7 separate regions of the Mus musculus genome follow, and all the other regions are linked to region 4. A link is a contact called in public HiCAR-type, HiChIP or PLAC-seq and promoter capture Hi-C data. All regions are on one chromosome and are shown on one strand. The core of a region is the stretch at or near the end of the contact, and the rest is flanking DNA. Distances in the headings are between cores, read along the strand shown.

Evidence for each region. Promoter capture Hi-C pulls out the DNA fragments that hold promoters and counts their contacts. HiCAR-type assays count read pairs that join an accessible place to other places. HiChIP or PLAC-seq counts read pairs in DNA pulled down with a chosen protein or histone mark.
Region 1: a contact with region 4 is called in a promoter capture Hi-C map of hippocampal neurons, with 2.7 times the contacts expected there. The contact joins the enhancer-like site here to the promoter of Tfam in region 4. A contact is called at or near these places in 8 of 39 promoter capture datasets (the 3T3-L1 cell line, 3T3-L1-derived adipocytes, the C10 cell line and 4 more), 14 of 484 Hi-C or Micro-C datasets (the AtT-20 cell line, adipose-derived mesenchymal stem cells, cardiomyocytes and 10 more) and 1 of 115 datasets of contacts at active chromatin or transcription factors (astrocytes).
Region 2: a HiCAR-type map of astrocytes shows a contact between it and region 4, with 3 times the contacts expected there. The contact joins the promoter of Phyhipl here to the promoter of Tfam in region 4. A contact is called at or near these places in 10 of 39 promoter capture datasets (the 3T3-L1 cell line, the C10 cell line, cranial neural crest and 5 more), 12 of 484 Hi-C or Micro-C datasets (adipose-derived mesenchymal stem cells, cranial neural crest, embryonic fibroblasts and 6 more), 14 of 115 datasets of contacts at active chromatin or transcription factors (PVALB interneurons, VIP interneurons, astrocytes and 11 more) and 1 of 9 other capture datasets (pancreatic islet).
Region 3: a contact with region 4 is called in a HiCAR-type map of astrocytes, with 4 times the contacts expected there. The contact joins the promoter of Fam13c here to the promoter of Tfam in region 4. A contact is called at or near these places in 8 of 39 promoter capture datasets (the 3T3-L1 cell line, 3T3-L1-derived adipocytes, cranial neural crest and 4 more), 4 of 484 Hi-C or Micro-C datasets (cerebral cortex, cortical neurons, embryonic stem cells and 1 more), 5 of 115 datasets of contacts at active chromatin or transcription factors (astrocytes, embryonic midbrain, embryonic stem cells and 2 more) and 1 of 9 other capture datasets (embryonic stem cells).
Region 5: a contact with region 4 is called in an H3K4me3 HiChIP or PLAC-seq map of forebrain, with 5 times the contacts expected there. The contact joins the enhancer-like site here to the promoter of Tfam in region 4. A contact is called at or near these places in 2 of 39 promoter capture datasets (3T3-L1-derived adipocytes and hippocampal neurons), 1 of 484 Hi-C or Micro-C datasets (cortical neurons) and 2 of 115 datasets of contacts at active chromatin or transcription factors (astrocytes and forebrain).
Region 6: an H3K27ac HiChIP or PLAC-seq map of stem cell-derived neural progenitor cells shows a contact between it and region 4, with 4 times the contacts expected there. The contact joins the enhancer-like site here to the promoter of Tfam in region 4. A contact is called at or near these places in 6 of 39 promoter capture datasets (the 3T3-L1 cell line, 3T3-L1-derived adipocytes, cranial neural crest and 2 more), 1 of 484 Hi-C or Micro-C datasets (cortical neurons), 2 of 115 datasets of contacts at active chromatin or transcription factors (astrocytes and stem cell-derived neural progenitor cells) and 1 of 9 other capture datasets (embryonic stem cells).
Region 7: a contact with region 4 is called in an H3K4me3 HiChIP or PLAC-seq map of embryonic forebrain, with 5 times the contacts expected there. The contact joins the promoter of Slc16a9 here to the promoter of Tfam in region 4. A contact is called at or near these places in 2 of 39 promoter capture datasets (cranial neural crest and hippocampal neurons) and 2 of 115 datasets of contacts at active chromatin or transcription factors (astrocytes and embryonic forebrain).

Annotation. Positions count from the first base shown.
Region 1 is chr10:70,366,873-70,370,322 of GRCm38.p6, reverse strand. No RefSeq gene overlaps it. Among named protein-coding and RNA genes, the nearest start is that of Fam13c, 72 kb to the left of the region's middle. Within about 2 kb of position 1,367, at least 55 of the 459 cell types and tissues checked have an H3K27ac peak or open chromatin away from gene starts, as enhancers often do. A contact at or near this core is called in cerebral cortex, cortical neurons, embryonic stem cells and 1 more, where this site is marked.
Region 2 is chr10:70,597,949-70,601,487 of GRCm38.p6, reverse strand. It overlaps Phyhipl (phytanoyl-CoA hydroxylase interacting protein-like), which reads left to right and starts at 2,197. Exons shown (of 5, transcript NM_178621.4): 1 at 2,197-2,483. The coding sequence starts at 2,381. It overlaps D630013N20Rik (RIKEN cDNA D630013N20 gene), which reads left to right. Exons shown (of 4, transcript NR_045292.1): 4 at 1-439.
Region 3 is chr10:70,439,482-70,442,568 of GRCm38.p6, reverse strand. It overlaps Fam13c (family with sequence similarity 13, member C), which reads right to left and starts at 1,659. Exons shown (of 14, transcript NM_024244.4): 1 at 1,494-1,659. The coding sequence starts at 1,555.
Region 4 is chr10:71,236,726-71,239,795 of GRCm38.p6, reverse strand. It overlaps Tfam (transcription factor A, mitochondrial), which reads left to right and starts at 1,752. Exons shown (of 7, transcript NM_009360.4): 1 at 1,752-1,956; 2 at 2,765-2,880. The coding sequence starts at 1,856.
Region 5 is chr10:70,519,099-70,522,356 of GRCm38.p6, reverse strand. Fam13c (family with sequence similarity 13, member C) reads right to left here. Exons shown (of 14, transcript NM_024244.4): 6 at 1,432-1,579. Among named protein-coding and RNA genes, the nearest start is that of Phyhipl, 79 kb to the left of the region's middle. Within about 2 kb of position 2,001, at least 147 of the 459 cell types and tissues checked have an H3K27ac peak or open chromatin away from gene starts, as enhancers often do. A contact at or near this core is called in astrocytes, cortical neurons, forebrain and 1 more, where this site is marked.
Region 6 is chr10:70,483,341-70,486,853 of GRCm38.p6, reverse strand. The region is part of intron 4 of Fam13c (family with sequence similarity 13, member C); the gene reads right to left. Among named protein-coding and RNA genes, the nearest start is that of Fam13c, 44 kb to the right of the region's middle. Within about 2 kb of position 1,438, at least 40 of the 459 cell types and tissues checked have an H3K27ac peak or open chromatin away from gene starts, as enhancers often do. A contact at or near this core is called in astrocytes, cortical neurons and stem cell-derived neural progenitor cells, where this site is marked.
Region 7 is chr10:70,243,854-70,247,325 of GRCm38.p6, reverse strand. It overlaps Slc16a9 (solute carrier family 16 (monocarboxylic acid transporters), member 9), which reads right to left and starts at 2,050. Exons shown (of 6, transcript NM_025807.3): 1 at 1,948-2,050.

The DNA of each region.
Region 1 (3,450 bases), core at 118-2,617, 870 kb after region 4:
AGCATCGATACTGGTTCCTAAAGAGTAATTCTAAAGCAGGCTGTCAATCAAGTAAAACAGGCGTAGCTATCACAGCTCTTCTGTGAATTGCAAGCCAGTTTAAATCCTTTTTTTATTGTAAAAGGAAATGTTAGCACCTTGAGGACTGGAAAATTAACGTGCTTGGATTAGTTGGTTGGTTGGTTGGTTTTGTTTTTTCTGATATCCCCAACTTTTTAGTCTCAAAGGGAGAAAGTGTGCATGTAGAAAGAAAGAAAAAAGAAAAAAGAAAAAAAAAAGACGCTGTTCCCTAAAACCAACACAGTAGCAAGCAAGATGAAAAACGCAGCTTAAGCTTCCAGAGGATTTCAATTCAGCTTAAAGTACAGAAACAAATGCCGCCGTGCATTAAACTAACCTGAAAGGTTTCAAGTGTACCCTTCAAAAGTTGTGTTTATTCCAAATTCACCTGGAAGAGGCGTGGATTGCCACCTGTCGACTTAGCCCTGTGCCTCATCAGTGTATAACGTCACTGGGTCCTGTCGAATGGGGTGTGCGGCAAGCAGAAAACACAACAGTTGGGCCAGATCCCAAACTGGAGAACAGAGCTGAGTTATGGGAAAGGGGGTGGGGGTGGGGGACACAAAAAAGGAAGAGGGAGGGGGGGGTTAGAAGGGACTTCTGGCTGAGGTGGCTCATCACCTGAGACCAAAGGCTTCCCAGGAACTCCAAGCCTTCCCAGGTGAGAAGGAAGCTCTTTGCAGCCATGTTCCCTAGCAAAGCAGGCTGTGTGGGCAAGGCCCTGACTTCCATGGAAGGACTGTGTTTGTGAGCTGCCCGAGTAAATAGACATCTTCTAAAGGAACTGCAGACCCCACCGCCCTGTGTTTCCAGCGTCACTTGCGCACCCCAGTGGGGCAAGCTGTAGAGTTCTTAGCCAGTCCTCTGCAGTAGATATGAATGCTTTCAGACTCCAGCATCAGGCTTGGAACTTCAGCTACGGGGCTGAGGCAGGGAATCGTGAGTTCAAAACCAGCCTAAGGAGCTCAGTGAGACCTTGTCTCAAAATAAAAACAGGAACATCAAAGTGGAGCTGGGAATACAGAAGGCTTGCTCAGTGAGAGTGTGCTGTTCAGTCTCCAGCAGAAAATAAATCCAAACACAAAAACCAGAAAGGAAATCTACTCAAAGTTTGGACTAAGCGTCTACTATTTTGTTCCATAAAACAAACTTGGATGCTGTTGACAAAAAGGTACTAGTCTACACTGAAATAAACTACAAAGGTTTTGGGGGACATTAGAATAGGAGTTTATTACAGTCCTGGGCTGGTGTAGAGCAGGCAGGCAGCCATTCAGGAGTCAGACTCCAGTTGCCCTGTGGCGCCATCTTGCTTTAGGGCGGTAAAACTACTCGCTTTGGGAACCAGGCTGAAAGCCCGGGAAAGTGTCCCTAGCTGCTTCAAAACAGCAGCTACAAGTCAGCTCACACTGCACCAGCAAAGCCCGCAGGGCTGGGGAACATGGTCCCCAGGCTGGGCGCATGCTCATTAGCTGGGCAGCACCTGCCAGCCACTAGCCTGCACCACAGAGCCAGAAGGTATTCCTTCGGGGGGAGGGGGGGGGAGCCATCTCAGCCACCCTGGGGAGATGCAGAGCCTTAATGACAATCTGACTCCTTCTCAGACTCTGGGGAATCCAAAGCATAAGGCAGAAAGAATTTACTTCTAATTTCACCCCCTTGGAGCAGAAGTTACAGTAACTGAAAGAACCTGGAGAAAAAGCATAAAAGCTTTACACTAGAATCTCCCAAAGTACTGCCTGGGACAGAAGGCCAAAACTAGCACTTGCTGCCTTTCTGCCACAGAACACAGAATGCAGAACTATTCTGTGCAGAAATGACAATGTAACCTCCACCCCCCAATCTCCAGGCCCCTTCCAGCAAAGTCCAGGTTCTGTCCATTCTCATTGTACCAACAAATGCAGGCATCAACTTTTAAAAGTTTCAAGATGGTCTGGTCTTTGGTTCATTTATTTTTATTCTTTGCAGCCGGTGGGAGGCTGGAGGCTGACACAGTGTCTGCTTAGGAGTCGGAAGACATTGTTTCTAGTGGTTGTGGATATCTTGCCCCCTGGGGTTCCAGCAAAGAGCCAGGAAGAGATGTTTGGAGTGGTGGGTTGTTCCATCTGTTCTGTGGGGTTTGTCTGAGACAGCTTACACAGTAGGGGAGCATCCAGTTGTTGCAATAGAATCCCAGTGTGGAGAGATTCCGTTTACTATGTATGATGCTCTCTTGGGTCTGCTGGGGAGATGGCTGCTCCTGTTCACCTGTTCTGCTTTCTTCCTTGATCCAGCAATGGCCTTGGCAGAAAACAAAGGAAAGGAAAGATCGAGGGGAGGCGAGGCGAGGCGAGGCGAGGCGAGGCGAGGCGAGGCAGAAAAAGAGAAAAATCTAGTCTGCCACGCCCACTTTTCTCTTACCCTCACCCATTCCTGGCCAGAGAGTTTGGTATCCATGCACACATTTTCTGGACTCTTACCTTCGTTGTGCTTGTTAATTTTGCCGCTGCCACTGCTGCATTATGCTGAGTTAAACAGAAGATGAGCCAGCAAGATGCCTCCATGGTTAATAGCACTTGCTGCCAAGCATGATGATCTGAGTTCAATTCCCAGGCCCTACATCAGGGAAGGAGAGAACTGACTCCCAAAAGTTGTGTTCTGATTCCCACGTGTGCATGGCATGGCATAGAAGAGTACGCAGGAGTATTCTCTCTCTCTCTCTCTCTCTCTCTCTCTCTCTCTCTCACACACACACACACACACACACACTCAAATATAATTTTTATATATCGGTAGGGAAATGGAGGCAAGATCCTAGCTCTACAGATTCTCTACTTTCTGGTGAATGAACTCAAGGTCTTCACCTCCCTGCCCCCAAATAGCTACTGTTATCTTCCTCAATGACTGATCAAGGCCTGGTGTGTCCTGGAGGAGTCAGATGACATCATCATGGCTTTGCTAGGGACAGACCCAATGGACCATTTGACTTCTTAGTTCGCTCAGGGATTTGGTAGACCTGTGTAGAAAAGTCTTTTTTCCTGCCCATTTCCATCCTTTGAGGATCAACAGCCATTTCATTTGATGCTCACGAAGCAACCTGACCTGAAGATCTCTCGGAATGGGGTGACTTTGGAAAAGTGACTTTGGGGTGACTGGTCAGTTGACTCCCCACAGAGAGGAGAAAGAAAAGCCTCCGGTCCTCAGGGATAAACCGGTGCTTGCTGGATGTTCCCATGGTAGAGACATTTTGGTAATAAGAACCAATATCAGTAATATTATCATTGATAAATAATTAGATATATCTTAATAACTTCCATGCAAAGGCATACCAATTATTATATTCCCTTTCAAGGTCACTGTTTTTGTTGTTATCCGGAGAACATCACATTGGCATTTTGATAGCAGAGTTATCAG
Region 2 (3,539 bases), core at 948-3,447, 640 kb after region 4:
GGAAAATGGAGACCTGGATGAAGAAGTGGGTCATTGGGCCAGGTCCTTGGGAGTGTATTATCCTTGACAGCTTCCTGCCACTATATACACTTTCTCATCTGCCATTTGTGAACATGGCTTTCCTCATTAAGATAGACTGACTATATCAAAACTGAACCAAAGGAAACCTTTTCACTTCTCAGACATGTTAGCAATTCGGTAATAGTAGTGGAAAAGTAATTAATACTTTTTCTTTGCCTATGATGTCCTGCTCACAGTTGACTGAATGTGGACCCCAACTGGGATATATATTCTCGGCACCTGGTATATTGTCCTGATACACTTGTAATATTTGTGTGAATTAAAGTTCTAATGTATACATATTATATCTTTCAATTGTGGGTAAGCTATTTTTGTAGTTTGCAGCTCCTCTTGTGATTTATAAATCTGAGAATTCTCTGAAAGATGAACCCACTGTGCTTTGGCTGTCAATATCTAGTTCTGCTGATCTAGGTTTTTGAACATAAGAAATTCACCATTTTTCTTGACAAACAGTAATTTACTCTCTCCTTAAGGTATCTCCTACCTTGATACTGGAATGTTTTTCCCAGCTCAAAACAAAGGTCCATCTCATTAATCCCGAAGTTCATAACGAGGACATTTCACTTAATGATACCAAATTACCTTACACGGATGTTTATCAACCTTCAATTGTGCCAAATTTCCTCACGGGTTTATTTTATCTAAAGCGGGGCCTTCCATTTTATGAGACATCAATTAACTAGATTTAGTTGTTTATGGCTAAATGGATGTGACTAGAAAAGGCAGCATATAGTAATCTATATGTAAATTGTTTTTATTGGTGAATATCAATGTTTGAAATTGGAAAATGAGTAAACATGGAACATAAATTATTACCAATAACTATAAATAATACAAGGGGGAGAGGGGCTTCTTTTGATCCCGTGATACCAAGAAAAACAAAATAACATTCCGAATCAGTAAATGAGAACAGAGGCCAACAGGCTGTCATCTATATAGGCTTTATTTTTAAAACCTTTGCACCATCAGAGTGCACTGAAATATCTTAGGTGCTCCTGAAAGCAATGGGGCGTGCAAATATGGCCATCACTGGAAGACCACAGGTCCCCCTTTCATTTTCTAGGGTAACAAAGAACAGGTGATGTGTTTCAGCCTGTATTTTTCAGTCAGAACAATGCCGGGCCCAGGGAGAGCACTGAAGACTTGTTTGTTAGCTGAGTGGGTGAGGAGGCAAGCTGACAAGTGGCTGTCACCCGGAAGCTGCCTCCTCAGCAGCCAGCCGCCAGCATCCTGTGTAGCCTCACCTGTCCCGCAGCACCGACCTGAGTTCGCGCTCGCTGCCCGGTGCAGTCCTCAGGTGGCCGCTCATTGCTCACTGCGGGGCCTGGTGAGGAACGGCGGCTGGGCGCGCAGAGCGGGGACCGGGAACCCTAGGCGGCTCGGGCCTCAGTTTCCCAATGTGTGTTCAACAAGCAACAGGCGCGCGCTCGCCTCGCCGCAGCCCGGGGTGGCCGTCCGGCTCTACCTGGCATTGTGAAAAGAGCCTAGCCGCCATCGCCGGGCGAGCGCGACGCGCCGAGCAGCTTGCCACAGCCCGCGCTCCTCGCGCGCTCCATCCTCCTTCGCTTCCAGCGGGAGAAGGCGCGCGGGAGAGCCAAGCGAGGGCGCGTGCGCGCGGCAGGCGGGGTCGGGATGCGCAGGGAAGCAGTGGGGCGCGCATGCGCGTGCGCGCGACAGGCGCCCCGGGGGGTACGGTCTACGCGCCCGCAGGTAGGTTGCGGGTGCGCGCCCCAGGACAAGGGCAGCGATGGAGGCGTGTCAGAGCGTGGGCGCGCCACTGGCTGGGAGCGGAGCCCTAGAGAGGAGAGCGGAGGGCGCGTCCGCGTCCGTGCGCGTACGCGCGCGCGGCAGGTAGGGGGCGGGGTCCGCGTGCCGTAAAAAAGGGGCGGGGCCCTGTGCAGGCAGGTAGGCGCGACCCCGGACCCCTGTCCTCCGTGCGCGTGTGCGCAAGGGCGGGCGGCAGGCAGGGGGCGGGGTCTGCGAGAGGTAGGAAAGGGGCGGGGCCCGGGTGCAGGCAGGTAGGCGCGTCCACCGCCAGCCCCGCCCCCGTGAGCGTGCGCGGCCCTCCCTTCAGGCGAGAGCGCGCTCTTCCCGCGCTCGCGCCGGCCGGCGTTCAGTCTACGAGCCGCGCACTCGAAGGAGCTTCTGCCGCCGCTGCCGCCGCCGCCACCACCACCGCCGCCGCCGCCTCGGCCGCGACTCCCGACCGGAGGTTGCCCTCGTCCTCAGCCTTCTCAGGCCTTTCCCGCCCTTCGCCCCGCCGGCCGCTGGCGCCTGGCTTCGACGCGGGGTCGCGAAGATGGAGGTGCCGCGCCTGGACCATGCCCTCAGCAGCCCCAGTAGTCCGTGTGAGGAGATCAAGAACCTCAGCCTGGAGGCCATCCAGCTGTGCGACCGTGATGGTGAGGAACGGAGGCACCGGCGGGAGACAAAAGGACGCGGGCGGAGGTGTCCGGTCCCTGGGAGAGGGCGCCTCTCGGGTCCGCGGGAGAAGGCTGCTGGAGGGAGAGGGCGCCTCTCGGGTCCGCGGGAGAAGGCTGCTGGGGGAAGAGGGCGCCTCTCTGGTCTTTAGGAGAGGGCGCCGCTCAGGTCCGCGGGAGAAGGCTACCGGGGGAGAGGGATCCAATGGGTCCGCGGGAGAGGGCTCCACTGGGGAAAAGGAACCGTTCGGATCCGCGGGAGAATGCTCCGCGGTGGAGAGGGCGCCTCTCGGGTCCGCGGCCCGGTGTTGCCTATTCTGCAGCAGGCAGATCTTGGGTCTCCCGACCAGGGACTTACCCGCCACCGCGAAGGCTAGACTGGATAGGCTTGAACAAAAACTTACCCATTCTCTTGCAAACCTCTGAACCCCAGGAGTGTCTGTCTAACTGGGGTGAGCCTCCTAGTATTTTAGTCGGGGACAGAAAAGCTGCGTTTCAGCACCAAGGACAGACACTAGGCTCTTGGTTCTGGGCAGGGATTATGAGGCTGTCAAAAATCCGAACAGGATATTGGTCCTTCCTCTACGTTTGCTGAGATTCGGTGTGTGTGCAGCACACACCATTGTGTGTTGATGTGTCAGTACTCTATTGTTAAAGTTGGCAGTCTACGAAAAGGAAATGACTGATCACAGGGTCCGAGTGTTAAAGTGCTAGCTAGCTAGTACTCTGCAGTGTGGGCACGGCGCTGTGTGTTGGGCTAGTTAGAGTATCAGTGTTGGGCACAGAATGGTGTGTTGGGCTAGTTGGAGGATAAGAGTTGTTTCAGTGATTTGGAATAAAACTTCATTTGTAAAGAAGTCGTCTGATTGCTGATTGGCCAAATAATTGTTAAATTCTGCATATAAAACCGGTTGACATGGAAATACGATTATCAGTGAAAATGTTCAACTGTATATGAGTAATAGCTATAGAACATTTTAAAAGAAAAGTTATGAGAGCTATTAATTGGTGCACGGTAAGGTCATTAAATGTAGCAGG
Region 3 (3,087 bases), core at 410-2,909, 800 kb after region 4:
GACTCTAGGAATACAGCCACACAACACTCCCAAGAATCAGGCCCAGAAAAACATGTGGTGCCAAGGAACCCAGAGGAAAAGAGAGATGTTACCTGACCACTTATCCAGGAAATTCAGGCCTCATCCTTGGCCCACAGGTATCTCTCCCCACCTCTCTCTTTCTCTATCTTTCTATTGCAAGGCAATGTCACTATCGTGTCCAGGGTTCCAGTGGACAGGCCATAGTGAATCATTGAAAGTCAACCTGGTCCTTATTTTAAAGAGACCCCACTTAGATGAGCTCAAAGCGGGGTACTAAGTCAGTAGCAAACCAGACAAGCAAAAGTGCATGGGGAAGAGGCCCAGAAAGCACAGTGGAACCTCAGCCCTCCCTCTCCAAGTCTCTGCAACAGTGGCAGGATCTGAAAGCCAAAAGATGCTCTCGTCACTGTTCAGGTTTCTTTAGCAAACAGCTTCTAAGCCACTTGTAGCCTCTGTATGAAACTCACAATTCTCTTAAGTAGTGGGATACACAACTTTGCGCATGCACACACACACACAGCCTGCTGCAAAAAGCTTTTACCGAGTAGCTTTTACCAAAAGGTCCCAGAAGTAAACACTAATTTCCCTACGATAAAATGGAATACATATAGTTTATACTCCCAGCTATATGTGAATTGCATACAGTGCCAGCAAAATCTACTCCACGTTCACCTCTGATATATAGATTCTATTAAGAAAATACTAAGGAAGAGATGACCAAAATAAAAACAAAGCACTATCAATATCAACACACACACACACACACACACACACACACGCACACACACGGGCTGGCCTAGAGTAAAACATTATTTCCCTTCCCTCCACTATGAACTGTTATTAGGTTGTTAGTCAGGCAAGGCGTTTCTCTATAGTCACATTATTGTGGCCAGACGAGAAAAATCACAAAAAGGCATCTAGAAAAGTTTACCGCACTGTGTCTTAAAAATCTGTACACACGGAGAGGGAAGGTGAGTTTACCCTGTTTAAATATGCTGGAATTAAACTCCTGCTAGCTCACATCCGTCTATTTGGGGCAAATGTACACTGCGTGCACTCCATGAAAACTGACACTCATGTTGGCAAAATACAACCCAGCTTCCTTTCTGACATGTCACATAGATTTTTTTTTAAGCTAAGCTCCAAGATTGCATATTTTGGGCCACGGAGCCTCCCGCAGCAATCAAGCTAGGTTTATTACTCCCCCCACCCCCCGCTTCCGCTCCTCACTCCCTACCCCCGCGCACCCTCCACCCCGAGCTGCCAAAATACTGGCTGCAACCTGTGTGAGGTTTGTGGGCCCCGCCAGCCTCGCAGCCTCAGGATCCAGGAGACAATGCATCGCCTGGAAAGAGGGCTTGGGGACAGGGGTGGGGTGGGGTGGAGTGGGGTGGCAGCGGGAGGGGATACCTTCACCATAGTTGCTTCGGAGACAGGAATGCAAGTCGATTGTAAGGGCAAGAAGCACTTACTCAGTTACAGCGGCGCTGCCGAAGGAATTATCCTGAAGGCTGAAACAGAAACAAGAAAACATGAGCCAAGTGCGGCCGGGGAGCCGTCTCCCTAATTGCTCTCCCGGAGTTAGAGCACCCACACAAACATGGCATTGCCAGGCAAGTCTTAGGGCTCGCCCGGCACGCTCGCTCTACCTTGGGCTGCTGTCTGCACATGCTCCTGACGACACCCCCAGCAGGGGCCCAGCGGCACCGGCGAACCACAAAGCCCAGCAGCCCGCGAGGCTGCGGGGACGATGGGGCGGGGCGCGGCGGCGCGCGACCGGGGGCTTCAGCCTCAGGAACCTGGAGCTGCTCCGCGCAACCCTGGTAGGCAGCTAGGAGCTACAGAGAGTCCAAGCTGCTTGAGCCTGCCACCTCAGCCTCAGCTGGCAATACAGATTGCGTCGTCCCCCCCACCCCCCAGTGGATACAATGCCCGCCTCCCATGGCTTGTTACCTCCCCAGCCCCCACCCCACCCTAGGGATGCAAACGAGCAAAGATGCTTCTGTCGCTTTTCCTGAAAGCATGGAGAGATCGAGAAGGAGGAGAGGGATATGGATGCTGAGTTTTGATTTATTTTCACTGTGTGTTGGTTTTTATTGCCTAGAACAAAAGGGCTCCCAAGGGCGGGCTGCATCCCGACAGGTCCGTCTGCGCTCTTGTTATTTTACTCCGCTAGAGGAAGCGCCCAGCGCAGGACCACAGAGATGTGAATGAACCTATGCAGGCGAATGTAGAATGCTTTCCAGGCCTTCGCTGATGCCTAGGACACCGTGCCAGGCGGGGAGATGGACTCCTACCCCCACAGCAGCCCCGCACCTTCACAAAGGATGGAATGACAACTCACAAACGTTGTTCCCTTTGATGGAGTCTACTTTGTTGGGGGAAGGGAGGGCCGGTCAGCCCCACCCCCACCCCGCTTTATTCTTGCTTGGAGATGTTTACCCTGCCCCGTTCCCATTGTCCATGTTTCCTGACATGTTGACCTTGACTTGGAAAGACCTGCCTCTGAATTTTGAAATACGATCACAGACTTACGTGTTGAACTATACTATGCATGTGTTCTTAATCCTACTGTCCCATGGAACTAGGTTCTAGATGGCAACGTGAAGTCTAATCACAGGATATCTTCCTGTCCTCAGATCCAAAGACTGTCACTTTCCCAAACGCCCCTGCGCTCGAGGGCTGTGGTGCCCATTCTGGGTAGTTCAGTGTGAAGAAAGACCAGCCTTTTGATTGCGTAAACATCTCCAGTGATTCATCTAGAACAGAAGGAACAATGCTTTCACCTGAAAAACAGCAGTTGATATGAATATGCTGTGGACCAGTTGAAAATATAATGAACCCTCTGAGAGGCCCAACAAGCAGCTGAAAGAGTCAGATGCAGATACTAGCACCCAACCAATGGACAGAAGCGGGGGACCCCTGTGGATGAATTGGGGAAAAGCTGGAAGAAGCTGAGGAGGAGGGCAGCCCCATGGGAAGACCAGCAGTCTCAACTGACCTGGAACCCGGAGATCTCTCAGAAACTGAGCCACCAGCCAGGCGTCATACACCAGCTGATATGAG
Region 4 (3,070 bases), core at 503-3,002:
ACCCTCAAGAGAGAATGAAATGAAACCGGAAGTGATGGTAAACTGGGCTTAGAAGGAGTGGGTTTAGAGGAGTGGGTGTGGTCCTCTGTCTCTTGAAGGAGACAATGTTTTAAAGCTGCAGAAAGGAAGTAGACTCTCAGCTCAGTGTTACACTAGTAAGATTTTGCTTTCTTTTCAGAAAAAAAAAAAAGTACAGGTAGGCAGCAGAAGAGGCTGTTGTTGTTAGGTATATTCTCACCATGCTAACTCTGGCCGACCTGGAACTTGTATATAGAGCAAACTCTCAATCACAGATCTCTACCCACTTCTTACCTCCAGAGTGATTGGAGTGAAAGCATTCACCTCTGAGCCTGATGGATGACATAGTTATTTTTAAATGTTATTTATTTATTTTACCTTTGAAACAAAGTCTCTAGCCTGACTGACCTGGAATTTACTTTGTAGGCAAGGATAACCCTGCACTTGTGGTCCTGCCTCAGCTTCCCAAGTTCTGGAACTAGAGGCTTAAGACACCATGCCTGCTCTATGTGAGGATCCTGGCTTATGGGGGGGATCTAAGCCAACGGCTTTCTGTGCATCCTGGCAGGCATCCCTACCAGTTAAGCCACATTCCCAGACCTTAAGCAACATATTTTAACAGATTGAAGCCCTTGACCATTTTTAGATCTTCCTAATCTTTTCCATGCCATTGAATTAAAAAAAAAAAAAAAACCAACCAAACAAACAAAAATTGAGTTTTTTGTAGGACACAAACTGTACACTACCTCAAGTCCATCCTGGTCCCACAATTTCAGTGGTTTGGCTGGCTAAGCTCATCTAGTCCACGTGATCTGCAAAGTGGGAAACAATATTCAGGGCTCTGGCATGCCCTGCTCAGGTATTAATATAAGAATATTTTTGCTATCGCTTCTCAGCCTTTTGGAGAAGATCAAGTGAAGAATATTCTTGCTTTGTTGCTATTATGAGGGCTAGTTGTTTGGGTTTTTGTTTTGAGGCAGGGTCTCATGTAGTTTTGAACTTGCTATGTAGCAGGGGATGAATTTGAATGCCTGCCTCCGCCTCCCAAGGGCTGGGATTACAGGCCTGCACCATCAAGCTGGGTTCAGTTTATTAATTTTTTTTTCGTGACACATTTCCTTTTGTGTACATGTTTGTGTGTGTGTGTATGTCAAAGTCAGAGGGCAACTTGTTTGAGTTGGTTCTCTCTTTTAATCATGTAGGTCTTGGGGATAGAACTCAGCTTGCCAGGCTCTGGGCCATCTTGGGAACCCTCATTCCTTTCTATTAATTGTTAAAGAGAAGATAAATAAGGCGATCCATTTCAAGACCACTCCTCCCTCTCTTCCACCCCTCCAGTAGCCTTGTGGGCTTTCCTGCGGACTCATGAAACATGCAGTTTGCTGTTGGGGCATCAGCAGTACCACGGATCTCTAACTTCAGTAGCCAGGCACTGTGACACAAGCCGCAGCACCAGCGTCACGAAGCTCAGTAGGCAGCCCAGGCCCATGGTCCAGCAACAGCACGCAGGCAGCCCAGGAGAACACATGGCAGGGGCCTGGGGGTAAGCCGCCGCTCAGCAACACCCACCTTAGACCAGGCCCACCCTCCCTAGCCTCAGGCTCCGCCCCCTCCTCGGCCCGGCCCCGCCCACTGAGCGGTGGGGGACGCACAGCACCTCCTGTCCTCCCCGCCTCCTGCCGCGGACCGGAAGTCCGGGCTTCCCACAGTACCCCGCGCGCGGCGGGCATGATAACAAGCCCCCGGAGTTCCCACGCTGGTAGTGTGGCAGTCCATAGGCACCGTATTGCGTGAGACGAACCGGACGGCGCCGGGCCATCATTCGTCGGCCCGAGCGATGGCGCTGTTCCGGGGAATGTGGAGCGTGCTAAAAGCACTGGGGCGCACGGGGGTCGAGATGTGCGCGGGCTGCGGGGGTCGCATCCCCTCGTCTATCAGGTAGGCCGCGGGCGAGGGACGCCGTTCGTTCAGGCGTCCGTCTGCCCTCGTCCCACCCTCGTCCTCCGGGCCGCCTGGGGTCTCGCGCCTTTTGGTACCCGACCCCACTTCCTGTCACCTTCTACCTTTCGGCGCCTAGGGCGCTCTCCTTCTGCCTTGGAGGCGGGCCCTGAAGTTGTGGCGCGGAACGCTCGCCCGGACGCTGCCAGGAGGTCACCCAGGATGCCACGACTTGTTTTAGCCCTGCAGGCCCCTCTTTGGTTTGGCTAGGTCACCCATGATGCTAGGACTTGCTTCACCCCTCTTTGGTTTGGCTAGGTCACCCAAACCTGCCCTGTTTGCAAGCCTCAGCCCTGCAACCTCTTTTATTTTTTTGCTTAGGGTAGGTTGTTAAAGTAAGTCGGTTATGGAGCTTATACAGCTGAAGCCCCTTGCGTTTAATTGAATTCTTAGCACAGCAGAGGGAAGGGAAATGCACTCAAAGGTTATTACGATTATATATTTTTTTGGTTGATTGGTTGACTTTTTTTTTTTTTTTAATTTAAAAGATTGGGTCTCTCTGCATAGCCCTGGCTGTCCTAGAACTCCTTTTGTAGACTAGGCTGTCATTGACTTAACAGAGATCCACCTGCTCTGCCACTAGAATGTTGGGATTAAAGGCCTGTGCCACAACTGCTGGGCTAGTTATTAGCATTTTAGGTGGAGGTGTTGGATGTACAGCACCTTGGCTGACTTTGTACTTAGAATCTGAGATCTGTGTATGACTGTTACACGTATCTGACATTCCGTTCTTTTTACTTGTGTGTAGTCTTGTCTGTATTCCGAAGTGTTTTTCCAGCATGGGTAGCTATCCAAAGAAACCTATGAGTTCATACCTTCGATTTTCCACAGAACAGCTACCCAAATTTAAAGCTAAACACCCAGGTAAGGAGTTTGGGGCTTATGATCTTCTCTGATATGATTTTTTTTTTAATTGCAATCTTTGATTTGCATTACCAGAGCATCTAGTACAGTCATTTTCTTTGGTAGTCTGTATAAGTTTTTTTTTAACTAATAGAAGTTCTTTAAATATAAATGAGAAAAATAGTTTTAAAATAAGATGTAGAGGGCAGGA
Region 5 (3,258 bases), core at 752-3,251, 720 kb after region 4:
TTTAAAAAAATTCAGTACCCAGGCTGGAGAGTTGTCTCAAGGGTTAAGCGCAACTCATGAGTGTCGTTGTAAGAACCCAGGTTCCATTCCCAGTACCTATGTGGAGGCTTGCCACCTTCTCAAGCACAAGCACGTGTGGTGCATAAAATAATAAAAATAAATCTAAAAATTAAAAAAATAGAAGCCAGTATCCGAACCACGAGCCCTGTCTCAAAGGAACCTTTTGCCTGGTTCCTACCAATTGTCACTGAACACTGTCACTGGAAGTCTTGCTTGTCCCTTTCTGTGGGCAGCCCCTAAGTAAATTCACAACTTATTTAAAGCACTGACTGGCCCCTGTCCCAATCAGTATTCTACCTACATTTGACCCAAACACAGTGCCCAATACAAGAGGCACTTACCCCCAAGGAGGCCATCAACTGTCAATGACATGTGGCCACAGGGCAGTCTTTTGACACTTACTATGTCCCACTAGGCCTCAGGGTCCTCATGGCCACGAGTATTGCTCCATGGTTCACTTCAGTAAGTTACTACCATAAAAATGCATAAACAGTTCCCTGATCATAGGAATATAAGTAACAGGACTAGCTACCCTTAGCAGCTCCTATAAGCACTGTTAATTAAAACAAATTCCAACACTGCAGATGACCATCCGGCCTGCTTAGGGCACGTGAGATGTTCTTAAACAGAAGTGTGTTAAGTAAGGACTGCTGTTCATGCTACTGAATTGGATTGCCATTTCCAATCTCTTCCTCTAAACCCTGGAGATTACAGGCCTCTTCTAGAGCTAGCTTCCCTAAGCCCTTTGAGGCCCCGCCCTCAATCCAGGGAGCCGGCTGCAAGCCTCTGTCAGATTTGTATAGAGAAGGATAAACTTCCTCCTCAGGTAAATTGCTATTTCCTTCCTCTGGAATTCTTCCTGAGAGTATTAATTTGCCTTCTGTTGGCTAGCCAAACAGCCGTCCCTAGGATTGAAAGTAGAAAAACCGAAGGGGGAAAAAAATCAGACGCAGAAGAAGCTGGAACAAGGATACACGATCGGAATGAGCCCAGAGCTAACCACTCATCCCTGCTTACTCAGCGTAAGATCAGTTATACAGAGAGTGAACAGAGGAGATGAAACTCCCCTGGTCCTCAGTGTCCCAAACGCATGCTAAGTTTTAAGATAGTACAGACCATCTAAGTCCAGTAGAACACACTACTCCTCATTACAGAGCAACCAGAAAAATTGCAAGAAGTTGTAACCCGATGCTTCCAGCTGACTCCCATTTAAGAAAGTCTGCCTGGCAACTAATCCTAAAACCTCCCGTTCCCCCTCAGCAGCTCCTAGGCTTGGGCTTTGATGTTGCATCATTTCTGTCCGGAGTCCAGGCGGAGGCTGAGCTGTCTCCTGAGTACCACGCGGGACATCCCCCAGACTCTGCCTCTTACCTGCAGGATCTGCGCTGTCGGCAGGCGCACTCTGCGTGGAAGCTGGGGCCGGGTCCTTAACTCCGTGCACCTGGCCATCTTCTTCCTGGGTCGTCAGAAACGCGGAGCACAGACCAGACTCGAGGGCTTGGAGCTTCAGCAAGGAATTCTGCCAACAAAAGCAGAACATGAAGCCAGCTAAGCGGTTGCCTTAACACACAGCTCTGGGGGCTGCAGCTCTCCGGCAGCTTCGTCCGGTGCCTGGCAGGAAAGGGGTCTCGGCTAGCTGCAGCTGTTTCTCGGGGAAAGGAGCTGCTGGTCCCCAGTCAGATGCACAATGGTCCTCAGCAGCTTCAGTTTCTGGCTCGTTACAATCCTAACGTATACGGTTTATCCGTGATACATGGGACCTGGGATTTCGTCAGCAAGAGACACTGCATCTGGAGAGCCAATCTCAGAAGGTGTCCGCTTCGCAAGTGCTGGGGCTTTTACGCTCCTCCGCGCAACTGTTCATTCACTGTGCTGACATCAGGAGCCAGACATTAGGCCACTCCCAGGCTACCATTCATAAAAGCCACCGTCCCTCCAAGACACAGACTGCGGCAGACCGCAGCACACAAAGAGTTACAGCTGCAGAGGCTGCCTGGCATCTAGGAGGGGCTTCTGGGCCCTTTCACCTAGCTTTACAGCACGCCTTCTAAAGTTACTTCTCTTGCAGGGGGCGGGGGTGAGGGGTGGGGGATGCTGCAGCTGCCTCCTCTGGGGAAAGGAGTCTTGGGAGCTGGCGCTGGCCCCTTTAGCCTAACTCAGCTACTTGATGGAGAGCAATTGATCCTTTGCAGCCTACAGTACAATCTCCCGCCTACCCCCTCGTGTCGCATTTTTAATTTCTCCCAGGTTCTTAGTAAGGACAAGTCATGCAGACTGACGCACTTCTGATGCAGCAGCCCCGGCAAACTGATTCCCCTGGCAGGTGAAAATGAATCATGCCTGAGTCCAGGCTGGGCACTTCCAGGCCACAGCGGGACAGCTCAGCAGGTTACGAATCCGCCCACCTCCCTCCAGCTGCGGCAAGGGCAGCCACAGGAAGCAGGGCCATTGGTCCTCTTCCCTACCCAAACCTTCCAACATCGGCAACTCTTACACTATTCGCCCCCTCACATATGCCACGCAGGCACACGCTGGAGCACCCCACTCTACAGCTCCAACCCCCGCCTGGCCCACATACCTACACACACACACACACATACACACACACCTCCCCCACACACCTTGCCTCCAATACCACTCACACATACATATACTCTAACATACCTTAACCCCCAAATGCTCATACTATGTACATTTTCATGCCAACCTCAACCCCCACTTACATACCCTATTCTACAAGCACATCTCTTTACCTACCACTCCCATACTAACAAGACCCCCCACTCTTCCTCCTCTTTCACACATACACCCCTACTTCTGACTGGCCCATATCCTTCTTCATGCATGTTCAATACCCTCATACCAACCCCTGTTCCTTCACATTGTGCCTCTAACTCACAACACTCTGCCTTATATACACTCTTGTATGCCTACCTACCCAAGTATCTCCTCCCGCATCCCTCTACCAATTTCTCCCCACTGCTTTTAGCCACTGAGCTGACATGGCAGCAGTGTTTTTCACATGATGCTCCCCCGAGGGATGTTTGAAACTTTCTCAGACATTCTGAAGTCAGTGGGCACCTCAGCAACTCAGGTCCCTTCTCCACCGGGCACAGATACGCTCACGAGCTGACATGAACACTGTCTGCCCTCAGAGGTGATTCCTAACAGCCAAAGCAGCAAGCATAGCCTGAGAGT
Region 6 (3,513 bases), core at 189-2,688, 750 kb after region 4:
AGTCCTCAGCTGACGTTCAGCTCATATACACCTCTGTCTCTTTTGTTCCTGACTCTACCCCACGTTAAACCACCAAGGTTTCTAAAACATTCAGTCATCAAGGACAGCATGTTCTTTCTCCAGGAAATGCATCTAACAATGATCCCTAAGCTTATCAAACATGTTCCTTCTGGGAATTGGATGTTCAAATGCTTAGTTCTAGAAATTAAGACTGTTCCTTTTAGACAGAAGCAAACTCATCTTGTGATAATTATCAGCCTACTTGGTGCTCTCTGACCTTGAACAAACTCGTGGATACATTTAAGTATTCTGTGCTCCGAAAGTATTCTTGGTGGTCCTGTCTACTCTGAGACTGGTCTGAACTGGAATCAAGTATCATTCCAGCAGGAATTCTCTTTCACACACAATTCTTTTTCACATCAACATTGAAACAGTAGCAACGAGGCCTAAGTGAACATTACAATAGTGGTTCTATATAAGTGGAAAGATTACAAGACTAACATGTGGATGAATTTCTACATTTTCCAACATTGTTATTATTATTATTATTATTATTATTATTTTAATTACTATTACTACTATTACTGTCAATGTTAATAAATGTCCCTTTGCCTTGTACCACACCAATGTTAGATAAAAGTGATAACTATGTATCAAATGTCCAAGGGTGGGTTTCTTAGAGGAGGAGGAGGGGGAGGAAGATGGGAAGCAGAAAATACCTACAGGGTTTCCTTCCCGTAATGATCACGAAGTCTTCTTCAATCAGTGCAAGGACTTCGTGTGGAACTCTGGTCTCCATAACAAGAGGAGGGAAATATTTTTATCTGTGTCAGTGAGAACCAGTATTCTTAAACTAATGTCCATCTATGTCTAAGCTTTTACACAGCTAAAGCAGTGGGCTTTTTCAATATGAGAGCCAAAAGGGCCTTAACCATTCATTGGAAGAACCAACTCTTTATATTAGAAGAGAACCTGAGAGACGGAAGCAGGGAGATCACAAGTTCAAGGGCATCTTCAGCCATGGAGTGATTTTGGGAATACTTATGGCTAATGAGACTCTGCTCTCATTAGCCAAGAAACAAAATAAAAAAGACCAAGACGAGCAAGGTCACCTGTAAGACCATGAACTTCTTAATGCAAATGTTCTTGTATCTCACAGGTTGGTCTGTGTCTATAGGGGAGGAAGGAAGTGGGATTGGGACTTGCTGTTTGAAACACACCCCAGAGAACCCGCTCATGACCCAAGCGTGTACTAGGGAGTCTTGACATCAGTAAGAGAAGCTATTTGCTATTTCTATTTCATCCCTGCCCTTCTCACAAAACACCAAACAGAACCCAAGTAGCTCAATAAAGAGAAAGCAGGTGTGGGAATGCTCAGAGCCCCTGCCCTGGAACAGTCCACGCATGCGCATGGGGATAGCTCCTTTTGTATTGCTAGAAAGCTCTGTCCCGCTCGCTCGCCTCTTAAACATCTTTTCTCCTTCAAGCGGAACTCATTAGGAATCTGCTCACTTCTATTTTAAAAAAAAATTTTTTTAAATAAAAACAACTAGTGAGACACACACACACACACACACACACACACACACTGTCTCAAAACAAAAGATAAAAGGCTTTATTCCCCCCAAGGAAAAGTAGCTGCCAAGAAAACTTCCTCTCTCCAAAAAGCAACAAAGCTTTCAGGCTTTCCTTTCATCTAAAGGATCACAAACAGAGAAACAGGAAAAGCATCAAAGGCTATTATGCTTGCGCAGGGTCCACGGCTCCCTGGAAAACTGGGGACTCACAGATAAAGAAGCCAGTGAGCTTCCAGTTTAGCCACCGGCCTAATTAATACCAATGCTGCTGAGAAACAGCTCCTGTTGATACAGAGGAGGTCTTTAATGACACTGAAGGCTTAATTTTGTCATAAATTTTAATACAGTATTTTAAATACAAGTGAGTTAATCACTCTCCAAAGTAAATTCACTGGGCTGGGGAAGAAATCCCCACCTTCATTAGCAGTCTCTGAGATTCCTGAATTCCCCCTCTTTTCTCATAGCTGAAGGCATAGGCTTTAGCAATAAACCTCAGTTAAACTGATGCATATTCATGCAGTTGCTCTAAACTGATTTACAGTTCTTGTCTTGGCCCTGGAACCCACGGGAGTGAGAACCGAAGGAAGCCACAGCCTCTCTGGGTTGTGTGTGGTAAGCCATTGGTGGGCTTTCTAGTTCCGAGGGGAAAAGCAATTCTCTAGGTGTACTGATCTCGTTAAATACCAGACACAGAGGAGCATCCAGAGTAGCCAAACATCTGAAAAGTACTCAGAGGCACCAAAAGTCCGTGGTAACATGTAAACTGTCAACTAGAAAAGGGTCTTTAAAACACTGCTGGCCGGGCCGGGCGTGGTGGTCCACGCCTTTAATCCCAGCACTCGGGAGGCAGAGGCAGGCGGACTTCTGAGTTCGAGGCCAGCCTGGTCTACAAAGTGAGGTCCAGGACAGCCAGGGCTATACAGAGAAACCCTGTCTCAAAAAAAAAAAAAAAAAACAAACAAACAAACAAAAAAAAACACTGCTGGCCTCTGCGTTCTAGATGAGGAGTTAGCTGGAGCTCGCAAGATGAGCAGTTGCCAGGAAGAGGATTGAAGTAGGCATCCTTAATCAAATGCCAAGTAGCCAGCATAAGTAAATGGGGGGCGGGGTCAGGGAGACTGTCTGATCACTATATCTGTGCGAGGCAAGGTATGCATACCGAGGCAAGGTATGCATACGCCAGGCAGCCCCACTCTTGGAAGTTTTCAAACAAAAGCTGAAAACTCTAGATTTTTCAAAACAGACTCATAATCGTTTACAACACTGTGGGAGTCGAATGTGTCCCCTCACTACACATCCACATAGGCGCTGTATTTGTACTGCTGAGGGATGTAGGACGGGGGCAGGAAGGGCAGATGGGCAGGAGGCCAAGTGGAGTGAGGAGGCTAAAATAACCTGAGGTGGCTAAGAGAACATTCCAGACAGCCATGGGAGTCTTACAAGAAGAGGAGATCAAGATAACAGTTTCAAAACTTTTTTAAAAAGAGTTCCCCCAACAAATGTTTTAGGAATTGTTCCTGAAAAGGTACAGTGTAATAACCACCCAAGATGTCCTTAACCTCAGCCTTTGCCTGCGCCCATCATAGGACCTTCTGTGCATTCAGACAGGACGCCATACTTTTCTCACTTTAACCTAAAAGACCTAAGAGTGTTATTTTAGGCCACAGTTGGTGATCATGGTGATCATTTGTCACACTGACATTAAAAAAAAAAAAAAAAAAAAAAAGATATGTCCAAATTTTGTCAATGCATCAGGCTGTGGGTATAAAGTACCTAAGAGGCAGATATAGCATCTAGTCCCTTGTCTCCAGCATCTGAGATGCAGATATAGCATCTAGTCCTCTGTCTCCAGCAGCTCCAGAACTCACCATAGCTACAAGGACTGACGAAGTCCCTGAGGACTACCCTTCACAATTACCCCAAACATGAATGGCCC
Region 7 (3,472 bases), core at 801-3,300, 990 kb after region 4:
AAAGGGTCACAGCATTAGGAAGGTTGAAAACCTTTGCTCTAGGCAGTGGCCAGCTGTACCTGAAGCCCAGGACCTGCTGGGACATTCAGACACCAGCCACTCCCCATTGTCATAGCTGGTATTGCAGAGCTAAGCAAAGAAAATACTGCCGAACAGTGGTGGCGCACGTCTTTGATCCCAACACTTGGGAGGCAGAGGCAGGTGGATTTCTGAGTTTGAGGCCAGTCTGGTTTACAAATTGAGTTCCAGGACAGCCAGGACTACGCAGAGAAACCCTGTCTCAAAAAGCAAAACAAAACAAAACAAAAAACAGAAGAAGAAGAAGAAGAAGAAGAAGAAGAAGAAGAAGAAGAAGAGGAGGAGGAGGAGGAGGAGGAGGAGGAGGAGGAGGAGGAGGAGGAGGAGGAGGAGGAGGAGGAAAGAAAGGAAGGGAGGGAGGAAGGAAGGAAGGAAGGGAGGGAGGGAGGGAGGGAGGAAGGAAGGAAGGAAGGAAGGTAGGAAGAAAGGAAGAAAAGAAAAGAAAAGAAAAGAAAAGAAAAGAAAAAAATCCAGTCCAGAGTTCCTAATTTCACTCTTTGCCATCTTACCACGACCCTGAGGAGGAGGAGGAGGAGGAGGAGGAGGAGGAGGAGGAGGAGGAGGAGGAAAGAAAGAAAGAAAGAAAGAAAGAAAGAAAGAAAGAAAGAAAGAAAGAAAGAGAGAGAGAAAAGAAAGAAAAAAAATTTAAAAATCCAGTCCAGAGTTCCTAATGTCACTCTTTGCCATCTTACCACGCCCCTGGCCCTTTCTATAGAACCTTCATTAGAGACGAGTAGGATCCCTGTCTCTCCACTTACCCAAACACAGAAGGATGGGAAGCAAGGAAACCTGCTCTTCGGACATCGGCGGTGCTGAATATACAAGTTATTGCCAGTTGGCAGGTGAAAAGATTTTATTGTCTAATTTCTATTTGCTAGTCGAGGGTGGTTAATGGGTACCGACACTACTCTCTGCGCTCACAAAGTGTTTAACGGAGGCTGTAACCAATCGGCACACCCTTTCTTTCTCCAACCTAGCTCACTCCGTCTGTTGCCTAAGAGTATCTGAGTGGCCTCTGCTCTGCTCTGCTCTGCTCTAGGTGAACATGCCAATCTGGGCAAGTCAAGATGTCTAACTATTACCACTGAGCTGTAGCCCATCAGATGGGCCCAATGAGGCAAGTAAGATATCAACATAAATAATATGTAAATAATATCTGTAGTGTAAACACTGCCTAAACTTTCCGGATCATTTGTGCTGCATAGACCTGACATTCCAAGAACGAAGTAAAATCCCGACCTGATTGATGGTCAAGTTCCATGGCTTGCTGTTTCCCCTGAAGCCTCTGTGCATGGCTAAAACCAAAGAAGGGTTCCCTAGGCGAACCAGAGCTGAGGCATGCGCACCAAAATCCTTCTAAGTTTTGTTCAGGTGGCGGAGGAGCCGCCTGGCCGTTAGGCTCCTACACCCTGTAGCGCAGCCCGGGTGCTGCCCTGCCCGGAACCCAGCAGGATCTGCCCGCAACGTGAGCTGCTGTCCTTGCAGTTTACCAAACCTATGCGCCCCAGCCTGGATTCTCCCCAGCACCTGAGCCCACCTCCTCGGGAGCGGCCTTCTGGGAAGTGAGGACCCACTTGGGTCACACGTAGAAGGTATCCCAGGAGACTCATCTGGTGACATCCGAGCTCTCATCTCCCCCATTCTCCCTGCAAAAGGCAACCCTACGAGTATTTTTGCAGAGGCAGTTACTCTTTCTAGAAGAGGGTGCAGAGTGCTCCGCGGCGCTCTCAGGACGCTTTCAGCCCGGGCAGACCAGAAGCCGGCCGGTAGCTGTGCACCCGCGGGTGACAGCACCGCCTCCTTTCGGTGCAGTTTGCAGGGTGAGGGGACAGCTCCCGCCGGGACCTTCCCAGTTCCTGGGGTTTTTACCTGAGTCCCGGCCTCGGCTGGGGCCGCGGGCGCAGCTCCGGCCGCAGCTGCTGATCCGGGCCCTGCGCTGGGCGAGCAGTCCCGCTGCGCGCAATATACGGCCGCCGCCCTCTGCCCTCGGGACACATGGAGTGCAGCCCGCCCGGCCGGCTCCACCTTCCCCACCCCCACCGCCCACCCCGGGAAGTCACTCCCGGGGTGGTCCCACTCTCAGATCTCCTCTGCAGGGGCACCCTGGCCAGTCTGAACCGGCTGAGACTGCACGCCCGCTGGGGGAAGGAAGAGGAGGCGGAGGAGGAGGAGATGGAGGCGGTGGAAAAGCCGGCGGTAGGGGCGCTGCGTCTACACCCGTAGCTTAAGGCCCGGCTAGGAGTGGGGGGAGGGCCGGACCCGAGTCCCCTTGGTCTCCCGAAGCTCTCCCGCATACCCCCCGCCAAGCACCGTGTGCATTTGCGAGGAGCCTGTGTGGAACTGAATACAAGGGTCGCCTGCTCTCCCTGGCTTCCCTGGGTCGCTGGGAGCCTCCTGGCCAGAGCTGTACTCGTGGGCAGAGATCCCAGAGGAAAGCGAACTAGAAACCTAGAACTTTGTGAAGTTGGTACTCTTTGGCAGTAGGGAGTATAAGATGCCAAGGGCTTTCCTTTGGGACAACTCCGCGGGAAAGGCGGGTGTCCAGGAGGTCGAAGAGGGAGGGAGAAGTTATGTGAAGACCGTCAGGTGTCTTGAAGTAGAACCAGGCTGTCACTAGCTGTGGTGCAAAGCAACTCACGCTGGAGCTACCTACCATGCATGGCTCTCTGCGCTGTCACCGAAGCCCACTGCAGAAAACTTTAGGGTTCCAGGGGCTAACGAATGTGTGGACACCGTTCGCTCCAGGGATATGTCTGCAATGTGGCGTGTGCTCACCCTCTGCCCCATTAACTTTCTGTCTGTTGAATTCTTGAAGAGAACTATGTCTATCTAACAGCGTGAGAATTCCCTTCATACCACGCAAAGCCTGCGTTCTTAGGCGGCAAGGACTACCTCCTGCAAAGTTAAGAGTTGAGCCACCTAGGTCTTTTCAGCTTATTTCCTTATCTATGATATTTTCAGAATCTTGCCTGCATCGTGGAGAGTGGGGGAGGGTTGAGAAGTCAGAAAAGGTACGGAATCTGGCCATGCCCACCACCCTGAGAAGTGGCTTTAGCGCTTCTCTCCAACACCCCCTTTCTATTCAGGTTATGGAGAAGTCCTCTCAAACATATTATTCTTGTCCCCGGAGAGAGCTTACTTGCCACCCCCAGCACCCAAGTATAACTAAGCATGACTGCAGCTGCTGTCAAAACCATAGCACCAAAGAGGTAGAGGCTACCCTTATTAGAAAGCTCCGGGTCTCACTTAGAGACCCTCTCTTCAAAACCAAGGTGGACTGTTGCTGAGAAACACACACACAGACACACACACACACACACACACTCAAAGTGGAAGAAAAATCAGAAAAATACTTAATAGTAACAGTAGCCCACTGTGGTGATTCACACCTATA